Linked DNA regions of Zea mays: region 2 is linked to region 1. A link is a contact called in public Hi-C data. All regions are on one chromosome and are shown on one strand. Each heading gives the region's core, a stretch centred on a gene start, on an enhancer-like site or on the middle of the called end of the contact. The rest is flanking DNA. Distances are from core to core; before and after follow the strand shown.

Evidence for each region. A called contact is a pair of places that touch in the nucleus more often than the background predicts.
Region 2: a contact with region 1 is called in a Hi-C map of leaf, with 6 times the contacts expected there. The contact joins the promoter of LOC103650547 here to the promoter of LOC100381433 in region 1. A contact is called at or near these places in 13 of 25 Hi-C or Micro-C datasets (bundle sheath, ear, endosperm and 4 more).

What each region holds. Positions count from the first base shown.
Region 1 is chr3:129,609,427-129,616,441 of Zm-B73-REFERENCE-NAM-5.0, reverse strand. It overlaps LOC100381433 (Boron transporter 1), which reads right to left and starts at 2,862. Exons shown (of 12, transcript NM_001174274.1): 1 at 2,464-2,862; 2 at 2,186-2,268; 3 at 1,901-2,093; 4 at 1,666-1,804; 5 at 1,031-1,196; 6 at 710-876; 7 at 436-609; 8 at 251-346; 9 at 24-164. The coding sequence starts at 2,567.
Region 2 is chr3:129,740,207-129,747,221 of Zm-B73-REFERENCE-NAM-5.0, reverse strand. LOC103650547 (protein MODIFIER OF SNC1 1) reads right to left here and starts at 3,587. Exons shown (of 9, transcript XM_008676125.4): 1 at 2,991-3,587. The coding sequence starts at 3,022.

The DNA of each region.
Region 1 (7,015 bases), core at 1,613-4,112:
GTTTTGGGCAATAGAACACATACTCTTCTGACAGACTGTTGCTGATAAACCAGTGGTGTCTGCATCTGCTGATAAGCATCCTGCATGCTGCCATACAGTTGGCTCAAGCTCGCATTCTGGCTCATGCTCTTTCGTGCAGTGGCTACTAGCCGGTTACGAAGCAGCTGAACAGAAATGCTTGCCATTTGAGTGAGAAATCAGATATCCAGATGGTATTCTGAAGTACTATTTAAAAACTTCCATAACTCACCTGATGCTTGAGAGTAGCCAAACTCTTCGTGTGCATGGGTGATTGTGGAATGACACCATTTGATGGAGGGATACCAATAAGGCCACACATTAACGTCTATTGTTCAAACACTGATGTTATTGAAATGTATAGAAAACACCAAAACTTAGTACTCAAGAATTAGAATTATGCACATCTGGGCATACCAGGAAGCCTAAGAGAAGCAAATCATAGTGGAAGGATGGAGGTTTCCTCAAATTGAACTCTTTCTGCTGAGCAAGCTGAGATGCAACGCTATGATCGAAGTAGTAGAGAACAGCAATCATTGTTGCTGGTATGAAGGCACCAATGATGTAGAGGAGTGGAACTTGTGTCATATCCTGCTCATTTGGTTTATGTCGAAAAAAATAATCGATAAGCAACGATGTTTCACATCAATAAAAACAATATTTTAGAATCCTTCTGTGAATGTTTGAGTACCTTGATGACTGTCCAGTTATCGTATGCACCAGGGGACCATGGATTAGGACTGAAAAGGCGTCGCGGAATTGCTTTTGGTACATTTCCATATGGTATGTAAGACACTCCAGTCCAAACTAGCACCATCAGTGGAACACCATAGTCAGCGATGAAGCCACGCAGCCAACCTAGGTATAAGAGTATTATCATCAGAAATTTGGTATTGGACTAAGTGAGGTGCTTCACACTTTCACAGTCATAAGCAACACAAAGGATCAAGGGAGAGAGTTATATATAGTTCTCATAGCATCTGCAGGACAGGTTCAGTTTTCAGATGCATACCTGCTCCATAGCGCCATGACCGTGCCTTCCTGCTCCTCAGGGCAGTGAGTAAAAGGCCAAACGACAACACAATTGCAAACATTCCGTTGGCAAACCGCCATGATGGAACAAACTCTAGCGCCTTTCGGTCTTCCCTCTCAGGAATGCGGAACTCATCGATAAGTCCCTGTGCCCATCACAGACTGGTGAGCTTACACATCCAGATGGCCACAGAGAAGTCAACTTGCAAATTACTTTGGTACATATGAATTTATGACATTTTTAAAATATTTCTAAGGAACATTTTTTCCAGAAAAACACCATTTATTTTATAAAGAAGCATTCTTAATTTTATCTACTTCTGTTCCAAACCGAGAACACTGAAATATTTGGTTGCAGTAGTGACCAATGGCACAAAAGCAGAAGCTGGAGACACCTTCACATCTCCATTGGCTTCCATGTGCTTTTCAGCACTTGCACATGCCTTTGACCAACCTACTCGATTCTCCACTAGTTAGTTGCATTCAGACTGACTGGAGTACTATGCAATCTGGAGAGGCAAGGTAACTGGAGTTTGCCTTAAAAAAGTTTCTGCATCAGCATAAGGTTAAGCAGCAAATGGCTTGAAACCGAAAAGCCCTGCAGCTTTCACCAACCTTGATAGCCTGCTGCATGAAGAGCATAGCGATCAGAAGCCCAAACAGCTCGCCAGCGACGCGGGTGAACCGGTTGATGATGGAGCACGCGCCTAGTATGGCCAGCAAGAAGAGTAGGATGGCAGTCCACACGCAAACCCTGCACGCGTACATGACACACGGCAAGGATCAGCTGAAACAACGTCCAAATCTGCAATAGAATTCTCAGCCAGCACACACAGCAAGGATGACCTACCAACCGGTCCAGGCCAGGAACAGACTCCGCCCGAGGTCGGGCCTGTCCTTGGCGAAGCTGAACATGAATGTGTACATGAGCACCGTCGGTTCGGCGACTCCCAGGATCAGCAGCGGCTGCCCTCCCACGATGGAGTGGATTACGCCGCACAGCGCAGTGGATGCCAACGTCTGCACTGCCGTGAGGACTCCATCTGCTCACAAAATAAGCTCCTCTGCTCACCCACTGTACTGACTGAAACTAACGCCACCAAGTACAAGTTTTGAATCCCCCTGTTTTATTTACCAGTGTTCCTCTCCAATTGCTCCCCGAACGATATGACCGGTATCGCGGACGCGAAGAATATGTAGGTCGTCGGCGCCAGGATCCTGAAACACTCCCAAAAAAGCACTCCTTTTCATTCAAGATCTTGGGGGCAGGCAAGAACAAACAAACTTGAGAACAGCAACAGAAGGACATCGCAGCCAGTTTCAAGGTTTTGGCGCCATAGTGGTGATACCGAACTTGTAATCCTAAACAGCACAATGCAAGATTGTTGCGAGCAAAGATTAGATTAGCCTTACCTGATACCGGCACGGAACCCTCCGGCCCAGTCCTGCTTGTAGCAGGCGAGCCTCCCGTGGAGGTCGTTCTTGATGCCCCGCAAGGGCACGAAGCTCTCCTCCATTGAAGGGCGTCGCTTTTTTCTCAGACACAAGAAGATCTGAGGATGTATTCTGGATGGTCTCCCACTCCGGGTGTGAAGTGAGGCCCTTGCTTACATCTTGCGGCGGATGGAGCAGGAAGAAACGCTACCGGTTTGGAATCTCGCGATGCATTTAGCGCGGGTCCATGGAGGGAGACGAAGGCCGAGGCTACGAACGGAAGGGGAGCATAGAGAGCACAGGAAGCGGGCTGATTGCCGACGAGGGAGAGAACGGCAAGGTCCAGAGAGAGAGAGAGAGCAGTAGAGCGAAAGGGAGGTAACCGCTACAGAGCAACGGAGTTGCGATAGAGGGCAGATATATAGGAAGTGGCAGGGGAGGGGCACACCACTGTCAATTCACAAAGAGAAATCTTGGTAGAAAAAAATTTAAAGCAAAAAAGTTATCTGAGGAAAAAAAATGCATTGCTCGAGAACTGTTGCAGCGAGTCTTGCTGAATGCTGAGCTCTGCGCACGCAAAGCAAAAGCACAAGAGGGCTCCAGTGGGGTGTGTCACTGGTGGGCTTTGTGATCATGTAACTGCTGCAGCAAGTGTCGGAGCTAATTTTATTTTATCTACCACTGTATTGTTAAGTTCAGAAGGAAAAGGAAAACCGGGGGAGGGGGGGGGGGGGGGGGGGGGGGGGTGGTCAGCAAGAGGACAAATAATAATTTTTTGGTTTTGTTCACTCGGATGGCAAGGCAGGGCCAGAATGCCAGGGCAGCTCTGGCTCAGCTGTCTGCTGTCCAGGGGAAGAGAAGGACCCAACGAGCTTCGCTATTACCAAATAAATATTACTAAATATTAGTTATTTTAGTATTTTGATAGATTTATACCATATTTAATATATGTGTTTTATATATATATCTAGATTTATTGACATCTGGTTGAACATATACATAATAAAATTTAACTGCTACGACGACTAATATTTTAACACAGACTAGTCGGTTGCCCGTGCGTTGCGACGGCTTATAACAATACCTATATATCTTATCAACAAAAAAATTTAAGATTTTTTATTGATCGTATCCGCTCTCCATATAATATTTTTTGATTTAGCTAACCGATGTTATTATTTACTCCATCCAATATGTCTTGGTACAACACGGTCAATGAAGTGAGCGATTAGAAGAAAGTTCACAACGACTGACTGAACAAACAAAGATTGTAAAATGACATAATTCCACAATACAGAGACCAAATAAGAGAAAGTTTGTGAGCTCAAGTTTCTAAAATAAGTCACATAAACTCAAACTTATAAAAAGATAGATCAAAATATGAAGTGTTTGCTAAAGTCAGGCATCAATAAAAACTGGATGCGCTCCATATAAATTATGCTACTTTGTAGCAATTACTAACATTTAAAACCAATAAATAACCTTTCATTTTACTGTTATTGTGACAAATTATTGTTGCTCCATCCAATTCAGCAACATCAAACACCATGAAGTCCATTGCGTCAATGTGGTCTCAGAAACGACCTAATGCTTGCAAGAGCCAAGAACGTCGTGCCGTGCTTGGGCTGTAGCCTCGGCCCGTAGTGCTGGTCCGGCTCGACACGATTATATATTTTTATTTTACAAAAAACGTATATAGATATATATAATTTATATTCAATATTAAAAACATTTGAGCATGATATTCTATTGGTTAGATAACTTTACCTAGTGTCTCCTACCCTTCTTTCATTAGGGCATGAGTTTGAATCCCATCTCCTGCACTATATTTTAACATTTTTACGCTAATTTAATCAAATGGGCCGACGGACTAACGGGCTGGCTCGGAACAGTCAGCAGGCCGGCATGACGTGCCTGGGCCAGAGTTGTGGCCCGCGCGCGTCTGGCCCGTGCCGGGCCGCCGTTTGGCCATTTATAGGCGTGCAACGGATTAATTTAAAATAGCTGTGAGGGGTTATTTGTAAAAAGATGACGCGCGACGACCGTTGAAACTGGTGCTTTAAGTATAGTATAGATAGAGTATTAGATTAATTGTAAAATACATTTTCATAGTTGATTCAGAGCCATAAATATGAATACAATTCATTAGAAATTTAGCCAAACGTAAACCACTTTAAATGGCACCGTATTATATTTTTTTTTCTTACAGAGGGAGTACCTCCAAATGGTGGATGACATCTCTAGGATTGACCACCAATGTTCTAAACCCTAAACATTCTTTACCACACCTGCTGCAGTTAATGTAAACTGCAAATTTAGTGCAAGTTCCTTCCACATGCATGCATGGAGATAGTAGTATCCAGGCTGAAACAAAATAAAGTAGAGGCTATTATATCATACTAGTAAGATGATCCACCTGTTATCTGCTACATGATCAGCCTCAAGTTGCCATCAGTGTGATGTGCACATGAATTATTAATCTTTTTTCTCCCTAATAATACGGTGCTTGTACAAGGTGACGGCGTTCCTTGAGACCTGCATCCGGTGTCATGTGTGCTGTGGAATCTTCCCATAAAACAAGAAACCAGGAACCCAAGAAATCTGAGGTTTGCTTCAGGCTTCAGCTGGGGTACCAGAAGAACAAGAGTTGACCTTACCTTTGTCCCAATGCAACATGCACGATTGTTGTCTTGGCGGAGGTAGTATTTAATTAGCAAGAGGCAGCATCTTTCTTACTGTTGCTTTGGTCTGGTGTTATCTGACGAATGTTTGTCTAATTGGCCATGCCGCCAGTTCTGCACTTCTGCTTCTCCAACCAAATGAATGTCTCCCGGATTAGATGGAGCTTGTGTTCTCCAATTTACAAGAGCTTAATTAATGCCCAAGATGATGTGGAAGCACAAATCCTGCTTGAAAAGGTAGGTCATGACAAGTTCCGTTCGATGCGGCTAATTAATCTGGTAAGATTTCGTTGACAGTGTGGTTAATATGCATGTTTTTTTTGGGACATGACAAGTGAGTGTGGTCACAGGCTAGGCGGTGCTACAGTGAGGCTCTTGCAACAGTTGCACCTGCACTTCCGGCGTGAGCTAGGTCTAGGTGAGTGGCTGTTGATTATTTAAAATGTAAGCAGGAACCCGAGGAGCTCATCTTGAAAGTAACATAAGTACAGAACGTCCAAACTGTCCAGTCTTTTCTACTAGACTAGAAGATCATCCAACTGCCTCTACCTACACGTATGTGGGGGTTTGTTTTGTATATCTTAGAGCTTCACTAGTTAAGCAGTTCTTTGACCAAGTGAAGCTAAAACTGTTTTTTTTAAAACATTTACTAAAACATCTTCTTAGAGAAGATGGCAAGAGAGAGTTGAAAAAAACTAGTGTTTCCAGTTTCACTAGGCTTCTTATGCATATGACTATATGAGAGAAGCTGAAAACAACTTTTAGGCTATGGCCAGCAGATCGTGCATATATGGTCATGTAAAATACTGTTTTGTATTGCAGATTGCAGTGTTTATAGAGTATAGTTTGGAATGTGAAATAAGGATGAATAAATTGCTAGAGAGATATAGTCTTAGGAAGAAGCTATTTCAAAAGGGCATGTTTGACGGATGAGCTGAAAAACAACTATGCGAAACTATTTTATACTCCCTTATTCCAATTTATAATTCGTTTGAATTTTTTACCCAAAATTTGACCGGCTCGTCTTATTCAAAAATATTCATAACTGTTGTTAATTTTTGTTGTGATATTGTTTAGCATATAATATACTTTAAATGTGGCTTTGAATTTTTTATTTTTCGCAAAAAAATTGAATAGGATGAGACTGTCAAATGTGGCAAAAAAAGTCAAACGGATTATAATTTAGGATGGAGGGAGTACATCTTAGTGGGGTGCCCAATAATCTAGATTTGGGGCTTCACTGTTGGAGCAGAATATTTTGTTAGTGCCCTAAATCCTATAAAATATACTCATTTTTAAATTATAGGGTATTTTTATAAGTCACAATGTTGGAGATGCTCTAAGGGAAATACGTAATTTATTAAGCAAAAATCGGTTTTAGAAACTCACTGACATGTTTGGAAGTGCACCAATTTGTATAAACCCGTTTCTTAAAAACTGGGTACTTGCAAACAGGTAATTTGAGCGACCTGCCTCCATGATTAAGTGTTTGTTGATTGGATCACTAGAGCCAAATGCATCACCGCATGATTGTGGCAAGATGTTGTGTTTGTTTGATTAGATTCAGACATGATCTTCTTAAGTTGTACTAATGCTCAGGCAGATTTTTTTAATCAAAAAAAGCTCAGGCTATTTGGCAAGTGCCCTCCTATACGCATTATCATATTCGACATTTCATCCAAGAAACGACTAAGATGATGACAGACTAAACAACAGGTACAGATCATATATTTTAGCCTTCTAGTGATTATACCAGAAGAACATGAAACAGCCCTGTTCGCTACGTTTATTATCGTGCAAAGAGAGACAATTTTTTTTTTCTCAGTTACTACCTCTACAAGATGAAGATG
Region 2 (7,015 bases), core at 2,338-4,837, 130 kb before region 1:
GCCATATTTTGGTGATAACTCTCCGAAGCTGATTACTCGTCATAGTCTTCGTACTCGTCAGCCTGTAGATCGCTATGGTTTTGGCCCTGTTTACATGGCAGGGTTTTGCTAGATCTGTTCTTTCTGAGCCGACTTCCTATCGTGATGCTGTTATTCGTCCTGAATGACAACTTGCGATGTCTGAGGAGATTGCTGCTCTTGAGAGTACTGGCACTTAGGAGATTGTTCCTCATCACCCTCATGTTTGGCCTACCACATATAAGTGGGTTTATAAGGTTAAGACTTGCTCCGATGGTTCTCTTGAGCGTTACAAAGCTCGTCTTGTTGCTCATGGCTTCCAGCGAGAACATGGTCGTGATTATGATGAGACTTTTGCTCTATTGCTCACATGATTACTGTTCACAACTTCACACCCTTCTTGTAGTGGCTTCTGTTCATGAGTGGTATATCGATCATGTTGATGTCAAAAATGTCTTTCTTAATGGTGAGTTGCGTGAGAAGGTTTACATGTAGCCACCACCTGGGTATTCTATTCCTGTGGGCGATGGTTTGTTGGCTTTGTCATTCCCTTTAGGGTTGATTTGGTGACCCGGGATCCCGGGAGGATTAGAGGGGATTGAGGGGGAAATTAGTTTATTTCCCCCTCAATCCCCTCCAATCCTCCCAGGATCCCCTGGTCACCAAATCAACCCTTATGGTCTCAAGCAAGCTCCTCAGGCTTTTTCAACGTTTTGCTTCTGTGATCACTCCTGTTGGTTTTTCTGCCAGTACTCATGACCATGCTTTGTTTGTGCACGCATCATCTCATGGTAGGACTAGTGGTGGTAATGGGCACTAAATTTTACACTATAAAATTTAAGGATCGGATAAGGATCAGGCTCTATTTCTATTCATTTTTTAACTATTATTATTTAAGGGCTCAAACAAATTGTGAAGAAATATTAGGATCGTGATCCATTACCACCCCTAGGTAGGACTCTTCTTTATGTTGACGACATGATTATTATAGGGGATGATTCTCAATGCATTGCCTTTGTCAAGGTGTGTCTTAGTGAGCAGTTTCGTATGTCTGATCTTGGTCATCTTCGGTATTTTCTTGGGATTGGGGTTTCCTCTACTCCAAAGGGCTTCTATCTCTCTCAGGAGAAATACATTCAGGGGCTTCTTGATCAAGCTTCGTTATTGATCACCGCACTGTTGAAACTCCCATGGAGCTCAACGTTTGTCTTCATGCCACTTGCCACTGATAGTGAGCCTCTTTCAGATCATACTCGCTATCGTCATATTGTTGGTAGCCATGCCTTGATGTTACTCGTTTTGATATCTCGTACTCTGTGTATATTCTAAGTCATGAGTCGGTTTGTCTATGCCCCCGCTCAGCTTCAATAGTCAATACAATCATCTTCGTGTTCTACGTTATCTTCGTGAAACTATCTCTCGTCGTTCGTTATTTCCTTGCTCTAGCTCCTTGCAGCTTCATGCCTATTGTGATACGACTTGGGCTAGTGATTCCTCGGATCGTCGAGCACTTTCTTCTTATTGTGTTTTTCTTGGTGGTTCCCTCATTGCGTGGAAGACTAAGCAGCAGCTAGCAGTTTCCCATTCGAGCGTAGAAGCTGAGTTGCGTGTTATGTCTCTTGCGATGGCAGAGGTGACTTGGCTATGGTGGTTGCTTGTTGATTTTGGTGTTTCTGTGTCTATATCGACTCCTCTTTTGTCTGACAGTACAAGTGCTATTAATATTACTCATGATCTGGTGAAGCATGGGCTTACTCAGTATATTGGTGTTGATGCTTATTATACATGAGCATAGGATGATGCCATTGGTCTTTGATATGTGTCTTGAGTTTCAGTTGGCTGATTTCTTCACCAAGGCATAGACCAGAGATCAGCATCAATTCTCTCTCTAAACTCAATGTGATTGATCCACCTTGAGTTTGAGGGGATGTTAGATGTGTATTTATGTTTTCATGTATTTTTCCATTGTTTAAGGGATTTAGTGCATATTTACCTTCATGGGTCGGTGTATATATATTGGCCTTAGGGCCTCATGTTTAATGCAAGTGCTATTAATAGCAATGTTATTATACAAACATTAAATTTGGGATTCTCAACTTAAATATTATTTCCTCTTATCACAAATGTAAGTCCATTTAGGACTGTCGTAAGACAGCCTTTTTTCAATTTTTACTGGTAATATATTAATATATATATATATATATAATTATCCTAATGAGAAGAGTTATATATTCTAAAGTAGTTTTCACAATGAATCTGCTAGTTTCAATCTTCTGTTGAAAAATTTAAACCGATGGTAAAGATAAGAATAAAGTTTGACATGACAAAGACAAACCTAGAAGAACTTATAGTTGTGATCAGAGGTTAGTACAAATAGAGGCATAGAGCATCCAAGCTTTTTACTAACCACACCATAAAATCACAAATAGATGACACAGAAAAATTAAGCAAAAAAACAGAAGGGGTGACTTAAATATGAAAAAAAACGTAAGCAAACTATCAAGAGAGGAGGACCATCTGCACAAGATCGTAAGCAGAAATCCAGAATTTCCAGGACGAGCTCACAGCACAGATCATAAATCACTGCATCATTTAACAGTCTCTGGTGTTGTCCACGCAAGTTGGATTACTGGACACATCCAATGTCCAAACCAACAAAACCTTCATATAATTCTCACAAATAAAACACTTTGGTCCTCACATGATGACACAAGTGCCACACCAGCTGAGCTCTGTAGCTCTATTGAGCCGATTGGCCAGCAGCTCAGTATCAAACCCAAACATCCAAAAGCTAGCATCTATACCTCTCCGACACCCCCACTCCCCCACACCAAACAAATACTTTTTCTATTTCTTTAAGAAAAAAGCCACACGTATCAATGCACATGCACTACACGATCAGACCAGAATTGCGAATGAAAAGATAGGAAAATAATTGTATCGTTTGGGAGCGTGGGATGGAGATCACGAACCTCCTGTCCGTGGTAACCAGGCTCGAGGCCATGGTCCCACTTCCCCGCAAAGCAGCTCCCCCGCGGAAACCACCTCTCTAATTCCCCGGTGTTGAATCGAGCGGAACCAACTGCGGAGCGAGATCGAGGTATCTGGGACCGCCTCCAAGGAGGCGCGGGGAGGCAGGGGAACGCCGAAACCCTAGGCGGTCGAACGGACGGAGCGATCAGGGGGGATGGGGTTCGCTCGATCAGCAGCGTAGGACGCGATGGGGGTGCCGGAGCAGGAAGGGGGAAACGGGTCCTCGTCGCCCTGCCGGTCCGGCGAGCGGCGGGGGAGACAATGACAGGTGGGGCCGCTCGTCAGAGTTGGAGGCGGAATGACGAGGCGACGCGGGGAGGGGAAGAGGGAAGGTTGGGGAGGCGCTCGTGAGAGCGATAATGAAGGATCTGGGAGGACGGACGCGTGGCGTGGCGGGAGTGGACGTGGGGACGGAAGCCCGTGCTCTCGTGGCACAGATGTCAAAGGAAACCACGTGGCGGAACAGGAGCGGAGGAGATCTGTAAATGGTGTGGCTTCAGGGAGCATAGGATCCGGTGTCCGGCTTGGGGGTGAATGAATTTGGCTGGCCACGTCGAACCCCATGATTTGGACGTTCCGTGCGACCCAAGGATATCAAAGAGGCGATAGTTTAATACTCCTTGCGTTGCAAGTTTGCTACCAATACCGTTTTGAGCAACTATCTTATCTTTTATTTTAGGAACAATTGAATCTATACCATTAAAAGATCCAAACTTTAGATATATACCATGGACCCCACATGTCATTGACTCATGTGGACCCACATGTAAGTGAGATAGTAATGGTATGGATCCAAAGTAGTGATCTTTTAATGGTATGGATCCAAATTTCCCTTTATTTTATTCTATATTTAAACTTTACTTTAAAAATAGTTTAACTTACAGTATAGCTTTTTATTTTACACGATATATCGTTGACAACTAAATAGTAATGGCACAAATCCTCGTTCATCCTTTTTCCTTTTTATAGCTAGGTGTTTGTATGTTGCGACGACATCTATATATAATAAAGTAGACCTTGTTTAAATGTAGTTGTGAAACGCGTTCTAAAACTTTGTTGTCTTTGTCCATATGTGTGAATCCTATCTATGCATTACTTCTTTCTTTCATTTGTTTCAACACCTCTTATTCGTATGTCCAGGGCCGGCCCTGAGCCTATGCGAGGGAGGCGACGGCCGGGGGCCCAAAACTATTAGGGGTCCAATATTTAGTATCTATAACACCATATAATACACCAGTTTACACTTTACAAAACACATCCAACCAAATAATCCACACACATATAATATTTACGAAATCCATCAAACAAATTGCACCTATATTTAACATAACATCAAAATTAACGGTTCAGATCGTTGAATAACATCATATATTTTGCTCACTCAAATCAAATGAACAATATTATTTGATCATCCTTTAGCCCTCCCCTCCTCGCATCCCCACCGCCATCAATCCCTCCCCTCGCGTCACCACCGTCATCGTTCACCCCTCTCCTCTTTACAGGAACGTAGCGTTAACACGGATTATATGCTAGTAGTAAAATAGTATATGTAGCCAACAGGGCGGGAGGGCTGGGCACATGGATGCCCGGCGCACACGGACAACGTGGCACGCGTTGCCCACTGCTCAGTCGTCACGCTCATGTCCCTGAGCGTCTATGAGACCACACCCTCCACACGATCGTCGTTCGCCATCTCACCGATCCAACCCTCCAGGATTCCAGGGAGCTGGGCATCACTGCGCTAGCCTCCAGACATGCATAGTCGAGCAATCAGAATTTATGTTATTCAACGACTGTCGTTCTTATTTTTCAACCTGCGAAGTGCTAATTTGTACCGACGTATATTTTCTAGCTTCTTAGATTTTTTAAAAAACTAATTTCAATACACATCATCATTTATTTACGAAGCATTAATATGCCCCGCTGCATAATATAGATTTTTTATAGTCTAGAGGGCTGTCGGTGTTTTGGGTCCGACCGCACACCCGGGGTTGCCCCTCAAGGTGTTTTTTAGGAGTAGGACGGTGTTACCGACTGTAGCTCAATGGTTCGTGCCGGGTGCACGAGAAATAGTAAACAATGGTTTACAGGTTCGGGCCGCTTTGAGATGCGTAATACCCTACATCCTGGCGAGAATGCTTTATGTGATTGGTTACAAGGGAGCTCTCTAGTGCGGGAAACGTAGAGAGTTGAGGTGGATGGCTGAGTAGTGAGTTCGATCGTTCTGAAGGGGTGTCCCCTAGGCCTTATATATTCGACCGTGGGGCATTACATGCGGATATGATAACAGTATGCGCCTAAATGATAGTGAACCAATTGAGTCTATCTTCCTATAGTTCCGCCGACCCATCCTCGCTTGGTTCCGTTGTACGGGGTTCCAGCGCGGGAAGGTCAGGTCACTGTTGTCCTTACTTGCTCGAAGTCATTGGGCCGTTTGGGCTCGCACCGATCCGGCCTTACGTCAATCTGCTTCACTGGTCGTTCCTTCCCAGGCCCACGAAGGGATGACCTTACGATTTATTGGGTCCTTGGGCCTTTCGTGAGGTCTTTTATCCTTCCAGTGGACTCGGGGGATATCTGTCCCCCACAAGCCCCCGATCTTTGAGTTGATTTTGAAATAATCGGCCCAAAGATCCTAGGTACAGGAGTATTTGTGATCATCGAATCACATTTCTGATTGCCTTATTTGTAATGATAGCGCTTTGGTGGTTGCGGCCGAGTCATCCGAAATCCCGTCGTTGCTTTAAGAATGACGGCCGAGTTACGGTGGGTCGTGTCGGCGTTTTAGAGATAACGACCGAACGGTTGCTGATGATATCGGCGTTTTAGAAGTAACGGTCGAATCCTTTGGAGCTACCTTATCGATTTAGTGATAGCGGCCGAGTGATGGATGTGACATTGGTGTTTTAGAGGTAATCAGCCGAGTGACTAATGGCAATATCGGCGTTTTAGAGGTAACAGCCGAGTGATTGACGGCAACGTCGGCGTTTTAGAGGTAACGGTCGAATGACTGATTGTGACGTCGGCGTTTTAGAGGTAACAGCCGAGTGACTGATGGTGATGTCGGCGTTTTAGAGGTAACAGCCGAGTTAGAACGGGCCGCGTCGACCGTTTGGGAAATAACGGCCGAGTGATGACATGGCACGCCAGCTTTTTTAGGAATAGCAGCTGAGTGATGACATGGCAGGCCAGCATTTTAAAAATAACCATCGGGTGATGACTGGGCGCTTTCTGGAAACGGTATCTGGCCTGGGAAAACCCCATATGTACTGCATTGTTGCGTGCCTCTGCTTTCCGTGCCCTAGTTCTTGCTTTTCTGCATCCAAGCCTTCTTTGCGCCCGTGCGATACTGCTTTCGCTCCGCTTGCCAGCAAGATTGAGATGGCGCCCAAGCGGAAAGCATCAAGTTCATCTGTTGCTGTCATTCCCCCCATCGATCCCAACAGCCAGTTGCCTTTCGCAGGTAACCATATGTCTGTTGTTTCTGAGTCTGATCTTCTCCATCTCGTGTCCATCGGAGTTCTGCCTCCGAAGGAGCTCTGTTCTTGGCGGATTTGCCACGGGGTCACTGTTCCAACAGAGGACACCTACGAATCCGTTGTTTATGTTCCTTTTCTTCTCTGCGGTCTTGCTCTTCCGATTTCCCCCTTTTTCCGCGGTCTTCTTGATTTCTATCACTTGAATCTGACCCATCTGAACCCCAATTCTATTCTGCAAATCTCCATCTTTGTTCATTTATGTGAGGCTTTTCTTGGCATCCTGCCACACTTTGGACTGTGGAAATATTTGTATCATTGCCGCCCTGGTATGGCCGGAGGACAGCACCACCTGGTGGGGGTGCGAGCTTGGAGATGCGCCGCGGAAGGAAGACTGATTATCTCGACATCCCCCTCAAGGAAAGCATTAAAGGATGGCGCTTGGAGTGGTTTATCGTTGAGAATCACGGAAATTCTCTCCCCCCACG